Regions from separate parts of the Gossypium arboreum genome. Here region 2 is linked to region 1. A link is a contact called in public Hi-C data. All regions are on one chromosome and are shown on one strand. Each heading gives the region's core, a stretch centred on a gene start, on an enhancer-like site or on the middle of the called end of the contact. The rest is flanking DNA. Distances are from core to core; before and after follow the strand shown. Region 1 holds the start of LOC108454521 (60S ribosomal protein L14-2-like). Region 2 holds the start of LOC108457514 (3-isopropylmalate dehydratase large subunit, chloroplastic).

The links. A called contact is a pair of places that touch in the nucleus more often than the background predicts.
Region 2: a contact with region 1 is called in a Hi-C map of leaf, with 3 times the contacts expected there. The contact joins the promoter of LOC108457514 here to the promoter of LOC108454521 in region 1. A contact is called at or near these places in 2 of 5 Hi-C or Micro-C datasets (both in leaf).

Annotation. Positions count from the first base shown.
Region 1 is chr9:58,943,116-58,946,042 of ASM2569848v2, reverse strand. It overlaps LOC108454521 (60S ribosomal protein L14-2-like), which reads right to left and starts at 1,458. Exons shown (of 5, transcript XM_017753007.2): 1 at 1,308-1,458; 2 at 1,128-1,229; 3 at 356-485; 4 at 1-100. The coding sequence starts at 1,310. All of the region lies in intron 1 of LOC108454396 (peroxygenase-like), which reads right to left. LOC108456845 (a long non-coding RNA gene) reads left to right here and starts at 2,273. Exons shown (of 8, transcript XR_008270959.1): 1 at 2,273-2,511; 2 at 2,607-2,927.
Region 2 is chr9:59,267,261-59,270,187 of ASM2569848v2, reverse strand. It overlaps LOC108457514 (3-isopropylmalate dehydratase large subunit, chloroplastic), which reads left to right and starts at 1,556. Exons shown (of 16, transcript XM_017756630.2): 1 at 1,556-1,774; 2 at 2,031-2,866. The coding sequence starts at 2,813.

The sequences.
Region 1 (2,927 bases), core at 209-2,708:
AACATGATCTTGAATCTGTCGAAGTCATTGAGAGATGCTCTCTTCTTTTGAACAATCAGCTTTTTACCCCATGAGCTATTCTCCCACTTGTTTTTAACATCTTCCATTCCAATAAGAACAAAAAGAAAAGAATAAGCTATGTTACTTGGACTTGAATAAAAATGTCAAAAACCGATACGTTTCCAACACGAGTCTGTTCAAATTTTTCCAAGCTTTCTATGTATTTTAAAACTTTTGGGCAAATCATATTACCAACTCATGTCCAAATATGCATAGGATACAAACGTTAGACACAAGTGTTTCAACAAAAACGGAAAGTGAAACAATACTGGCAGACAAGAATATATTTTCTTACCAGCTTTTTCCATTGCTTCAATCAGTGTCTTCTTCTTTGGAACACGAGGAATGTCAATTTTGAAATCAGTCAATTGAAGCCTCTTAAAGTTCATTTGACCCCTCACCATATCTGGGGCATCAACTAGAGCCTGAGATGACGAGACACGAAAAAAAGCTCCATTCAAGTTTTACACAACTTAACATATCCATATTAGTCCTCTTCAACTACGTTCACGACTAAACTTGCACATTTAACACATTTACTATCTCAATATCATCCCATGGTATGCATATACAATAGTATCACAAGTAACAACCAAGGCAAAACAGAAACAGGTCAACAAATTAAACTTTTTCATTTTAATTTATATCATAATGTTGGCACATATTCAACACGTATGGAGTCAGATATAGTCCTAACTAAGGGCGTAAATGACATATACTAGTACTCGTTAACTTCTTCATTTTAATTTGTTTCGAAAGTTGGAATAATTGAGATTGAAGTCAAACAATTGAATGGTTATCATGAATCAAGCTCAACATCTAAAATTAAAGCTAGATCAAACTCGACTCGAGCTTAAAACCTCAAATTCCGAGTTAAGCTTGAGATTCTTACAATTTGAACTCGGATTTAGCTCGACTACAAACTTGGTCCTAACCTTTCAAACATAGAACCTATTTTCCAAATCAATCTCACCAGGAAGGAAACAACTAATCCTACTTAAAAACTAAATTTCCTTTTCATTACCATAGATGAAATAAATACATAAAAACTAAATAAAATTACATACTCTGTTCTGGTCAACAACATCGACGATGACGACGAGCTTGCCGTAGTCTTTGCCGTAGTTAACGAGAGCGACTCTCCCGATCTCAACGTACCTTTTGAACGGCTACACACAAAAAAAAAAAGAAAAATCAAAGAGTGAATAGAGTGAAAAGGGCGGCGTTAGAGATTGAAAAAAACTCACCATTTCTACACAGCGTGAAGAGCGTTCTGAGCTAAAAGGAGAGATTGAGCGGCCGAAGAAGAAATGTGAAGAGGGTTTTGAGAAGTTAGGGTTTTATTATATGGTACTTTTACAGGTTGTTTATAACCGTTGGATCTATCCTTTCTTTCCAGTGATGATGAGCATTAGGTTCGGGTCAATTTTATCTAACCCATATTGCTATTTGACAGATTAAATATTGTTAATAAATGTTAAAATATGCTGTTAAAATTTGATATTTAATTATTATATTTTAAAAGTTAAAATTTAATTTTTCTATTTTTAATTTAAAAATCTTAGTCCAAATATTATTGTCATAAGTCATATTTGTCAAAATTTGTCAACTTAGTATATTTCTTTCTTTCAATCATATATCACATCACATGAGGATAATTTAATTAACATGTTAAATTGATAAATTTTGATAGAAAAATAAAATAATTACCATATTAATAATTGAACTAGAATTTTGAATAAAAATATCATTTTAACTTTTCAAGTATAGAGACTAGGGCGAAGGTAGAAATTTTTTAGGGACCAAATTAAATTTTAATTTTTACATAATAAAATGCAATGTCATCATTTGAATAGATTATATCTTTATAATTTTTAAAGGACTAAATAAATTTTGTTATCATTTTTAAAGGGAAAAGTGTAATTTTACATTACTAATTTAAATTTTTTAAAATTTAAATAACCTAAATAAAAAATTTTCATTTGAAGGAGTTGGGGCTCCTGTTAGCCCCATATTACGCCACTGATAGAGACTAAATCTTAAATTTTATCAAAATATAAACATTAACTCAGGTTGGGCTTATATAAATAAAACAAACAAAAGTCCACTTGAAATTAAGGCCGGACATAACCCCTGGCCCAATAAAACCTTGACTGAAAACGACAAAAAAACTAGCTTATAAAAATAATAAAGAAAGCTCTAGATCATCAATTAAATGTTACCGTCTTATTTGCCCAATCAAATAATCTGACGCCTGTCATTTCCATCTTTTCTTTTAATTCAGACTTAATGGCAATACCATTTTCCAAGGCAAGCTCTAAACCACCGATGCTTTTGATCTGCCAATTTAGACTTCCCCCTTTCTTTCTTCTCCCCCTTTCTTTAGTCCGGTTCTCTTTCGCAGTCGATTTTCCTCTGATTTTCGGCATACGTGGGAACACTTTCAACCAGGTACATTTCTTCTTTTCTTCTTAATGATTCTGTTGCAAGTATGTGTACTAGACTGTTCGCTGATCTTGGGGTATATTCAAACCTTATTTTGCTAGATCTGGACTATAGCTGATGAATATCATGAATATAAACCCCTATTTGCGATTTATCCTCCCCTTTCGCCTTGCATTTCTTTATTACCGATAAAGAGTCGCCTTCGATAATGATTTCCTTCTCTTGCATGTCGAGTGCTATTTGGATCGCTTTTCTACAAGTGAGTGCTTCGGCTGCGAAGGTGGAGAGAACTCTATGGTGAATCTCTGTGCATGACAGGAGGACGAAACCTTTGCTGTTTTTGACTACTATCCCGGAAGCCGATTGTTGGTTGCGCTCATTATATGCTCCGTCAAAGTTTATTTTCACTATTTGACCAGGTG
Region 2 (2,927 bases), core at 307-2,806, 320 kb before region 1:
AACAATTCGAATTGGATTTTAAGATTCACTCGTTCCAAAGAAATAAAATACCACATCCAGCACGTTAGGACACGATATTTTAAACCTCCAAAACTAAGATCACCTCACGCAATGAAATCTTAAAAGGGTATTCCATCATTTGGCCAAACGGAAAATCGAAACCCAGCACGTTAGGGCACGATTTCTCGAATTTCCAAACATAAAACATTGCCTTATTTTGAAGTTTAGAAAACACAAACGAAATTTTAAAGGGATCTTCGATTATTTGAACAAACGGAAAATCGAAACCCAGCACGTTAGGGCACGATTTCCCGAATTTCCAAAACATCTAACATCGCCTTTGTTTTGGAAATTTTTCCACTAAACAATTATAAAAACTGAATCGAAATACACTTGTTTTGGCTTGTTTAAGGGTAAAAACAATAATATGACATGAATAAATAATGAAAAAACACAAAGGAACGAATTAGGGCACATGCAATGGCGACATACCATATATTATAAAAAAGCTAATATACATTTGAAGGCTAATGAATTAAAAATAAATTTAAAGAAATTCTAAGCAAATTAACACGGACAACATATGGCAAGTTTTAAAACAAATACAATAGATGATTTAGAAGAAATGCAATTGAATCATCAATATGCCAACAAACAAATATATATAAAAATCTTAAGGTAACATACATGAAAATTCAAATAAATCAAAATAAAAATAATATATGAAATAATAATATATAAATGAAATTTCAAAATAAATAATGTATATAAAAAGGTAAGTAATATATAACATAGTATTTGTCAATTTATAGTATTTGTCAATTTAAATAAATAATATACATGAAATGAACATTTTATATATATAAAAAAACAAAGGTATTTGTATATGAAAGTATTTAAAATAAATAAAATATACCATTTAAAATAGGGTCCTTAGAAGAAATATATATACACAAAATAATATAAAATCAATAATATATACAAAAACATAATGTACAACACTTAAAAATGATGATATAAGAAATATTTACATATATATAAGTGTAAAAAAATAACAAAACAATATAGATGATATACCAAACAATATATATATATATATATATATATATATATATATATATGAATAAATAATATATATAAAATACAAACAGCTTAATATAAATAATACATACATAAAGGAAATTAAACAGAAAAATAGTTGAAATGAATAGTATATAGAAAGATTTAAAATAAATAATAATAAAACAGAAAAGTAATAAACAAAGAAATCAAAACGGGGACAAATTTGAGATTAAAATAAAATCTGAGATCTAAAAACTAAACATCACATTAACAAGAGGATCCAAGTTGAAGAGCGTGAGAAAGAGAGGGACTAACTGGAAATTATCCCCAAGCCCTCAAAAACGCTGCGCCTAGGTGCAAGCTAAATTGCAACAGTACAGAAATTTCAAGGAAAATTTAAACAAATACAAATAAAATGCAAATAGGGCCAATCGAAAGCTGGTGCGAAAGTGGGGGACTAATTGCGAAATCCCCCATTTATAGCCAAAACACAAGGTCAAGCTCTTCCCCTTTCCCCCTGTTTCATTTTTCACTTGAAACTAAACTTGCTTAAAAACTTTTTTTTTTTGCTTTTAAAGAAAACTTTTGTTCTTTTTTTAAAAGAAAACCCTTAATGCCTTGGAGTATCTCTCAACTCCTTCACCTTCTTCCCTGCCTTAACAGCCCAAAATCTGACGACAAATGAAGCCCTCCCCATAGCGCAAGTACGACGGTGAGTCTCCCTCTCTTATATTGTTTACACATAGTAGATAAAAAAATCAAAGAAAAATAGAAATAAAATCGAAAGAAAAACGAGACCTTAAATCACCTTTGAAGTATATTTTGATTGCTTTCTATTGATTTTGTATGTATTTCGTGTATAATTTCCCTCAAAAAACCAAGAAAAAAAAAACCCATTACCAACAAAATTTGAAGGCTTTATAGCCAAATAAAAATGGTTTCTTGCTGTTTTTTTGTTCAAATTGTAGGTGGAGAAGGGCAACGTCGGGCGTGGGTGTGAACGTGGAGCGGAGCACACGGGGGTCGTGCGTGGAGGTGCTGGTTTGCGTGCGTGGAAGCTGTCACGATGGCAGCAGTGGCGCAAAGGACCCTTCCCCTAGGGTTTCCTGGAAACTGTTAAGAAGATTAGCTACCGGGCCTGCTTTGATTTTGGGTTAGGGGTCTATTTTATTGGGCTTGTTTACTGAAATCGGGCCAGTTTTATTTTGGGTTTATTTGTAAATGGACTTATTTGATGATTTGTTTTAATTTTAGTTTTTTGTATGTGTAGCCCGGGTCAAAATTAGGTCTTACAGATACCATATTGAATTGTGGCAAAATTTTTAAAATTTTCTTGATTTTGTTTCAAGTAAACAAGTGTGTAATTAACAACCATTAATCATTACTGATGAAATAGGTAATGTTTTAGGATTAAATTTCTTATTATATTAATAAAAAATTTGAGAGGGACTAATTTAATTAATATAAAAATGGAGTGGGATTAAAAAAAGTGTTTTTACCCAATCATTGCAATGGTGGCGGCTGAGAATATCTCTCACGGTTGATTTTTGTTGTCGTGTTGCTCAAGTTTTTCAAAATCGATATTTGTGTTCACTGTACGTTAAAACATGTGTACGATGAAAAAGAAAAACTTGTCAGCATCAATGGTGATTCAAGTGATTTTAACTCTGTCAAAGCCGTGTTTGACGAAATGTCTGAAAGAAGATAATAAAAAGCCATCTTCTTTACCATTCTTTTGAAGCAACTCATCATGGCCTCTTCAGTTGGTTTTGCACACCCCACTTCTTCTTTGATCATTAACAAGGTCAGTATTTTTCAGCTCTCTGTTCCTTTTATTGTGACGGACAAAGATACTTAAAAACAGT